Regions from separate parts of the Zea mays genome. Here region 2 is linked to region 1. Evidence: chromatin contacts called from public Hi-C data. All regions are on one chromosome and are shown on one strand. Each heading gives the region's core, a stretch centred on a gene start, on an enhancer-like site or on the middle of the called end of the contact. The rest is flanking DNA. Distances are from core to core; before and after follow the strand shown.

The links. Hi-C and Micro-C count contacts between places; a contact is called where the count stands out from the background.
Region 2: a Hi-C map of leaf shows a contact between it and region 1, with 3 times the contacts expected there. The contact joins the promoter of LOC103643439 here to the promoter of LOC100284633 in region 1. A contact is called at or near these places in 2 of 25 Hi-C or Micro-C datasets (ear and leaf).

Annotation. Positions count from the first base shown.
Region 1 is chr1:235,227,062-235,231,158 of Zm-B73-REFERENCE-NAM-5.0, forward strand. It overlaps LOC100284633, which reads left to right and starts at 2,142. Exons shown (of 4, transcript NM_001157528.2): 1 at 2,142-2,413; 2 at 2,510-2,613. The coding sequence starts at 2,233. It overlaps TRNAT-UGU (transfer RNA threonine (anticodon UGU)), which reads right to left and starts at 2,066; the gene lies at 1,995-2,066.
Region 2 is chr1:235,363,279-235,367,375 of Zm-B73-REFERENCE-NAM-5.0, forward strand. It overlaps LOC103643439, which reads left to right and starts at 2,317. Exons shown (of 2, transcript XM_008666621.3): 1 at 2,317-3,139. The coding sequence starts at 2,609.

The sequences.
Region 1 (4,097 bases), core at 892-3,391:
ATATGTCCTGGGCGGAGGATCGAGAATGAGACACCTGTGAGGACGAGGATGCGGACGGTTGTCCACGACATCTTAGCTCCTTAGATCCAATCGTAGGATAAAAAATACCCAACCTACAAGAGTGAACCATGGACTTAGTAGAGTAAACCATGAACTCAGTTCAATCACAAGCATATGAGCTTAACTTTGAAATCCAAATAAAATACTCTCACCGTCCATGGGCTTGTCCTCCTACGCTAGCATATGCTGCCTGAGAGTCGATTGACTGGCTGCTCCAGTCGTAGTCCTGCTCATGTCGTTGAACCATCTCCTGCCCATATGAAGCCTGGAGGCAAACATACCAAATATAAATGCATCAACAAGTTGATGCACAAACACATTCTAGAGTACCCTAAACCCACTAGACAGTCGGTGGCTGCCTGAGTGCATAAAACATCAGGATTATGAGGATCAAACCCCCTATGCCCTTGCATATACACCTCCACATTTGTGGGTGTACGACCGATTTTGACTTCATGTACATACAAGTTAGAATGACATATTTTTATGTATTTCGAAGTTAGAACATACTATGACATACCATTCGTTTAGCCAAGCGCACATGTCCATCGCCATCGTAGTTGTGGAACGACTTAGTACCATGGTTTCCCCTAGTCCTTTCGGAAATGGTGCGAAACTCAGGGGATCCCACCACCTATGTTGGGCTTTGTGGCTAAGTAGAAATAATGTTTTTTTAGAAAAAAGTTTGTTGCTTTTCTGTGCAGGGTATCTTTGGAGTCGTTCACTGGTTCGTTCGTGGGCACCTATGAAACGACTAGATTCGTAGGAGGTTGCGGTGAAGCCATCGCGTCTTTTGTTGCTCGTGGCTATGAAGTGTTTTTCTTAGGTTCATGGGTGGTGATCTAGTCTAAGAATTGATAGTCACTAAAGTGTACTCGGCCGATTAGTAATGTTGGGCGGTGTGTTCCATTGGAAAACAGACCGAAAGATGTAACTCAAGCTTTGAAGTTAATATATCTTCCTTTTCCAAAAAAGTGTAGATAAAAAGGATGATGGGGTGCAAGCAACGCAGCAGCCGCTGGAGCTCACATAAGAGAACACTGAAGCGAACTAGCCTTCACCATCTCAAGATGATGCAACTGGTAACAATCAAGCCACAACAAATGGCACCGTTAGCAATAATCCTCCCTTGATCCCTTGAAGTTTGTATGGAGTAAGAAAAAAAATTAGGCTCTGTTCGGTTGTTTGGGATTGGAGGCCCGGATTAATTCCTACCCGGATTACTTCTCTAATTTATATATATTTTGATAAGCTGTAATGAATCCTGACTTATTCCGGTACAACCGAACGAACCCTTAGAGAGAGAGTGCTTTGAAGATCTAGGACCAGGTGATCTTTATGGCTAACGATCATGATTTCATGATCGATGAAATTGTACTATATGCCTACACTGAGTTAGTATATGACATCGTGATTAATTATATTCCTATGTACGTGTTGATAGAACACTGTTTTTTATTAAATAAAACGGATGATGTTTGATTTTATCTGAGTCAACTGTTGGCTCGCCATTGAAATATGTGCATTGATGCGTCGGTTACAGTTTTTCTATAAAAAAATATTTGTTACAATCATTATTATTTAATCAAGCATAATATACTCGTATGATTCTTAAGAAAAAGTATGATAGAAAATGTAGTGCTACTCGGTATGAGTCTAGAGAAAAAAATCCTGACAAAATCGTTTTTAGTTCTTGTGAATAATCTTGGCAAAGCGTTTTTTTAGTTCGCGATTGGATCTTTCACATGATATCATTCTTCACGAGTTCGCGTTCCCTTCATTACTTAGGAATAATATTGTGTGTCTTGGGAAAAAAAGATCGATTTGGATTTTGAAAACTGGATCCAAACAGGTCCGAAATGACTAGGAAGTTGCGATTCTGGAATTTAAAATTATAATCAGAAATGAAGACTAGAAAACCAAAAAATAAAATATGCCCCCATGCAGGATCGAACTACAGACCTTCAGTTTACAAGACTGACGCTCTACCACTGAGCTATAGGGGCAATTGTGATTTACGTCTTTGTGTAGGATATATATGTATTTTTCAGATTTTTTACTATAGTGTACAACCCACCGCCCGCGTCTCTCTCGTTACTCCTCCGTCCTCCCTCCGCGTTTACACCCGCCGCCACTCCTGCCTTGGCGCCGTAGCTAGCAAAGGCGATATCCATGGCGAGCCCTGCACGGATCGAGCTGGACAAGCTGAGCGTGGAGCAGCTCAAGGGGCTCAAGGAGCAGACGGATCTGGAGGTCAACCTCCTCCAGGACAGCCTCACCAAGATCCGCACCGCCGCCACCCGACTCGAGAACGCCTCCGCCGCGCTCCAGGACCTATCCCTCCGCCCCCAAGGCACGTAACTTCGTACCCGCGTCGCTCGTTTCGTTTCCTCTTCCTTTCCGGCGGCCGATTGATGGCTAACCCTTCGCGTCGATGGTGGGTGTGCAGGGAAGAAGATGCTCGTGCCGCTTACGGCGTCCCTCTACGTTCCCGGTTCACTGGACGACGCGGAGAAGGTCCTCGTCGATGTCGGCACCGGTTACTTCATCGAGGTAACCTGGCTTGTTGTAGTTGTTTTATACATGACTGATATATTAGCTAGAAAACTTATCTAGATTGTAATGTGGATTTCAACCACTAAAGTTTCTTATTGTATCAAAAACACCGGTGGCATTCTCGTATACTTAGGGGTGACAATGGACTCTAAATTTTACACTATAAAATGTAAGGATCGTATCGGGTTAGGATCAGGCCCTAATTCTATTCATTTTTGAACTAAAAATAATTTAGAGCCCTAGCAATTTGTGAAGAAACATTTGGATCATGATCCATTACCACCCCTACGTATACTCGATGACTGAATAACAGACATCACATTATCAAATTGAAACTGAATATTGATACTTACAGAAGGAAAAAGGTTGGTTGCTAAGTTTTGGTCAGCCTTTCAGACAGAGAAGCTACAGTTATTAGCCTTGTAATCTTCTTATGATTTCTTCACTCAGCATTTCCAAGAGCTAGAAGGAGAAATTTGGATATTTGGGACTTCAAACATCGTGCTTTGTACTTTTGCCATAACGCTGACTTCACAAAAAAGGACTCATAACATGTGACACTTGATTTCAATGTCATTGTCTGTATTTTCTTTCTTTTCTAATCTCTCTCCTTGTATTAGCACCTGAAAGGACACTTTTGCTCTTCTGTCCTTTTGCACCTGCATACTTATATATGTACTGGGCACTTGGGCTTCCTGTTTGCCGCCTGGGCAGGCAGGCTTTCTGGCTGCCGCAAAAATTCTGGGCAATATCCAGTAACACATAATAGATAAAAATTCTGGGCATACCACACAATAAGAAGCACAAATGAATTCATCTCGCAAATTCATGAATTTAGATTAAACAAGTTCATCCCGTAAAATCATAATTTTGATCTAAACAAGTTCCATCTGATATCAAATAAATCACGAGTTTACAAAATAAAGCCTTCACATATCACTATCACAAAAATATCATTTCAGGTGCTAAATACAAGGAGAGATTAGATAAAAGAGGAGAAATACAGAAAATGTCATTGAAATCAAGTGTCACATGTTTTGAGTCAACCTTACAAATCGCAAGAGTTTGAAGTGTAATGTTTGGAGTCCCAAATTTCTCCTAGAAGAATAATCCCTAAATCAGTAAATTCTTATTCCAACTCACCAAAATGAGTAGATAGCAAAGGTTTTGCATTCCTCCTATAGTTGTCAATAATATCTTCCTCAAAAAAGGCGAAGGGTCGAAAAACACGTGATGGGTTGAAAAACTTGCACCCAGCCCCACCCTAATCACAACCAACCAGTAGCCAGGCCAGCAGCGTCTGCAACCAGCCAGGGGCGGCTTAGGCGTTGCAGATTGCCGGTGAGAGGCAGGCGAAGGAAAAGCGCGTGAGCGATGAAATTTCTTCAACTCCATGGCACCAGTTCGCAGATTGATAGCACCGAGCACACGCACTTAGACTTAGACGATGCACTATCGTGATTAAACAGTAATACAGTATG
Region 2 (4,097 bases), core at 1,067-3,566, 140 kb after region 1:
ATTGGCGCACTTGAGAAAGTTATGCACTACTTAAGTGGTACAATAATTTACGAACTTTACTATACTAGATATTCTAAGGTACTTAAGGGATATAGTGATTCTAACTGAATATTTGATGCTGATGAGATAAAGGCAAGGGGTGGATATGTATTTACTCATAGAGTAGCTATTGTTTCATGGAGGTCGTACACACATATCACATTGATGAAGTCAAGCATGTAAATAGAACTTGTTATATTAGCTACATCTACTATTGAGTTCGAATGGCTCAGAAAGCTTTTGTTAGATTTATCAACTGTGGAAAAACTTATTCCAACTACCCTTATAAACCGCTATAACCAAACAATTATCATGAAAGTGGCAAGTTCAAAGGATAATTTGAGGTTCTTAAGACATGTGAGAAGACAATCAAAGTCTATCAGAAAATTGAGAAAAAAAACTCTTGAGTAATATCTATCGATTATGTGAATACATCTAAGAATGTGGCATATTCATTCATGAAAGGTCTATCAAGGAATGAGATAGATAATGCATCAAAGAAGATGGATTTGAGGCCCACATAAGTTGCACATGGTGGCAACCAAATCTTCATGGTCAAAGATCCCATGAATTAGGATTTAGGAAAACAAGTTATAAGTGTAACTAGGTGAGTATACATTATATTACCCACTCTAGTGAAGATGTATTACTCTCTAGTTTGTAAGGAATGATGTTTTTTGTCTTAAAGTGTTCACATGATTAAGAGCGAGATCCTGTCATATAGGATATTCTTGTACGAATACACCTATATGAGCTTACCATTGGTCGTGGTGAGTTATGTAAATGATTTAAGAATCTCATGAAAGAGATAGGAGTATGACTTAAAAATTTCTACATGAGGAAGTAGCCTTTTAGGCATCATGTATTGTTCCTACACTTAAGTGAGACCAGTTCACACAAGACTACAAATTCAAGGCATAGTCCATTGAATAGTTGTGAGTTGGTGTAACTTTTGAGTTTAGATGGATGCTCAACTTAAAAATTTTCATCATAAAAATGGTATATCAAATAGTGTTTGAGGATATTTCAAGAGTTGATTAGGTTGTTGTCTTTGAGACCCAGTGGAGGATTGTTGGAGTGCATGGGCTAAAGTCATATTTATCTTCCAATAAAATTTAGAATTAATCTCAAAGACCCACTCCTACGTGGTGAGATGATGGAAAATTAGTTCCACATGAATAGTAAAGGTGGTTATCTTGAGCAAGCTCACATATAAATTAGGGGAACATCCTTATCTAAACAAGATGAAAAAAAATTCTATGTTCCTTAGTACTAGGCGACCTCAGGCTCCCTCCATCCCTGACACAGGTGCGACGACGGTTCGTGGGGGGAGAGAAAGCTACGAGCAACTTGGGTTTACCTAAGCAAAAAGTTGTGCAGCATTTTAGCACACTTGTCCTCCTACGAGGGCAAAGGAATAGCACGTAATCGCGGATAGTAGAACGCCTACTTCTCTCTACTAATGAACAACATAAGTTTCCGAGAAGATATAGTCGTTCCTCAGAGTCGCCAATTCCAATTGAGCAACTCCAACAACCTAGGTAAAATGTTTAGATTCGGTAAAAACAAAGAGAAAAATCTAGTTTAAAACGCATCCAACAGATTCACTATTTATCTTTCTTCTGTATCTTGCTTGGTATTTTCTCCCCCTTAGGCCATGTTTGGTTCTACCCCAATCCATATGAATTGAGGGGGATTGAGAGGGTTTCAATCTCTAGTAAGTCAAAATCCCCTCCAATCCGTATCAATCCCCTTCAATCCATATGGATTGAAAATAACCGAACAAGCCCTTACTGATTATATTTGAGGAGGACATACAAACTCAAAAGTTGCATCACCCTCCATCCCTCCTGCATGCACGTTTCGTACGGCCCAACAACTATGGAACAGCGGTTGCATGTGAGGCAAGGAAACAAAATACCTATTGGTTACTTTACTTTTTATTTAGCTATCTATTTCAAATAGTTACTCTACCTTTTATTTCGCTATCTATTTCAGATGGTCTTCTATAACATTATATATTTAGCTATAATTATACATAAGCTCTTGAAGATGCTCTTAATCCCGGTCCGTTTTTAAGCATTTTGGTTGCAAACTTGCGCGCAGCCCCCCTGTCCTCGCTGGCGCCAGTGTTTGTCTGCCTCTTGCGCGGTCACTACAAAGCGGTCTCTGCCACGTTTTCTAATAGGCCCGACCGTGACCTGTTTTTTTTTTAAAAAATTCCTCCTCGCCTTAGCTTTCGCGATCGAGCTGGTCTACCTCTACGTGCCAAGGCCCTGAGTTGCAGTCATGATCCCCACAAGCAACACCGCGTTCGCGTGCGCCTGTAGAAAACTGTGGCCAGCGGCCTCTTCTAAACTCGATCGAGCAGGTGACGCACATAGCTAGCTAGCCTAGCTGAAGTTCTTTATCCGGTCAATTCAAGCCGCCAGATACGATCACAAGAACACAGTTAAGAAGCTTCCAAGCCTCTGATTGCTTCCGGCGCGGTGACATGTCATGTCTCCAGTCTCCTGGGCGCCGGCCGTCGTCGTCGTTGCGGCTCTAGCTGGCTAGCGTGGCGAGGACCATGCCTGCTGTGCTTAACGAGAACGAGGATGGCGCCGCCGCTGCCGATCTCGAGAGGCAGCAGTGCTGGTGCTCCTGCTCCTGCTCCTGCCTGCCGTTATGCCTCTGGCCGGGCGCGTCCGGGTCCCGGGGTCCCAGGAAACCCGGCGGCACGGGAGCGAAGAGGAGGCGGTGGCGTCGCAGGCTCAAGCTGTCATGGCTGGTGTGGCCGTGGTCTCCGAAGAGCGGCAAGGGGGATGCGGGCGGCGGCGGCGATGACAGCAGCAAGGAGGGGATGAAGAAGCGGAGGAGGAAGGACGGGCGGCGCAGGCTCAAGCTGTCATGGCTGGCGTGGCCGTGGTCACGGAGAAGCGACAAGGGGGACGCGGGCGGCGACGGGGACGACAGCAGCAAGGAGGGGAAGAAGCGGAGGAGGAAGGGAGGGCGACGCCGGCTGCTGCTGCTGCTGACGACGACGACGTCGCTGCAGCTCAAGAAGGCGCTCGCGTCGGTCGTCTCCGGGGAGAGCGCCCTACTGCCTGCGCCGGCCAAGGTACGTCCGATCCGATCGGTGGTGGAGTGGAGGTCGATTGATCGTGTCATGGGCGCGGTCGGTTCTCTGTCCTCACCGCGACTACTCACCGCTGCTTGCTCGATGGGTATCGTTGACTTTGTCGTGCTTATTAACTATATCTATATTTGCTCTAAATATTTCGGGTAACTACAAGAACACATATAACTTAGTTTTTATAAATAAATAATAATTATATTTAAATAAATATCTTAATAATTATTTATCTATACTACTCTGTTAAAAATCTAATGTGAGTATCTGATGCTACCATAACTTTGTGGACCCTAGCGCCCACGCAGCAAGCTACTGCGTCTGTTTAGCCCCCGATTCTATCCACGCAGCTACCACACCGTGCAAAAAATGTAGAGCGAGCACTCGAATCCACACTACAGCTCTAGAAATTTGTGGCTAACCATCAGATCACACGTATCTTAGCGTTTAGAAATAAAAAATAATTATATTTAAATAAATATCTTAATACTTATTTATATGATATATAAAAATCGTATCAAAACACTGGTTACTGTTTTAAATATTAGTGCTTAGTTTTGACGTGGACGGTGTAATTAGAGGCTAGTTGTAGGTGGGTGGTTTAACGGGATCGACCGGCGTCGTCGTGGGCTCGTGGCCATGGGCGCCGCGCGAGGCTGCGTCATATCATTGACCCACCAACGCCGTCGCCGGCCTCTCTCTCTCAAAGTGGCGCATCACTGTTGTGACTTGTGAGGTTTTATTTTAGGCGTGCGTGCGACTACGGCTATGGGTTTACGGTTTACTAAAACCTCTTGGACTGGACTGCTAGCCCTGTTTTCCTGACTGAAATCAAGCAGGATCGGTACTAGTGCTCACGGGTCATAATCAATAGCGAGTGGCGTTTGAATTTGAACCAGGCCTTCTCAACAAAAAAAATCATTCAAACGTGAAATAATCATGTTAG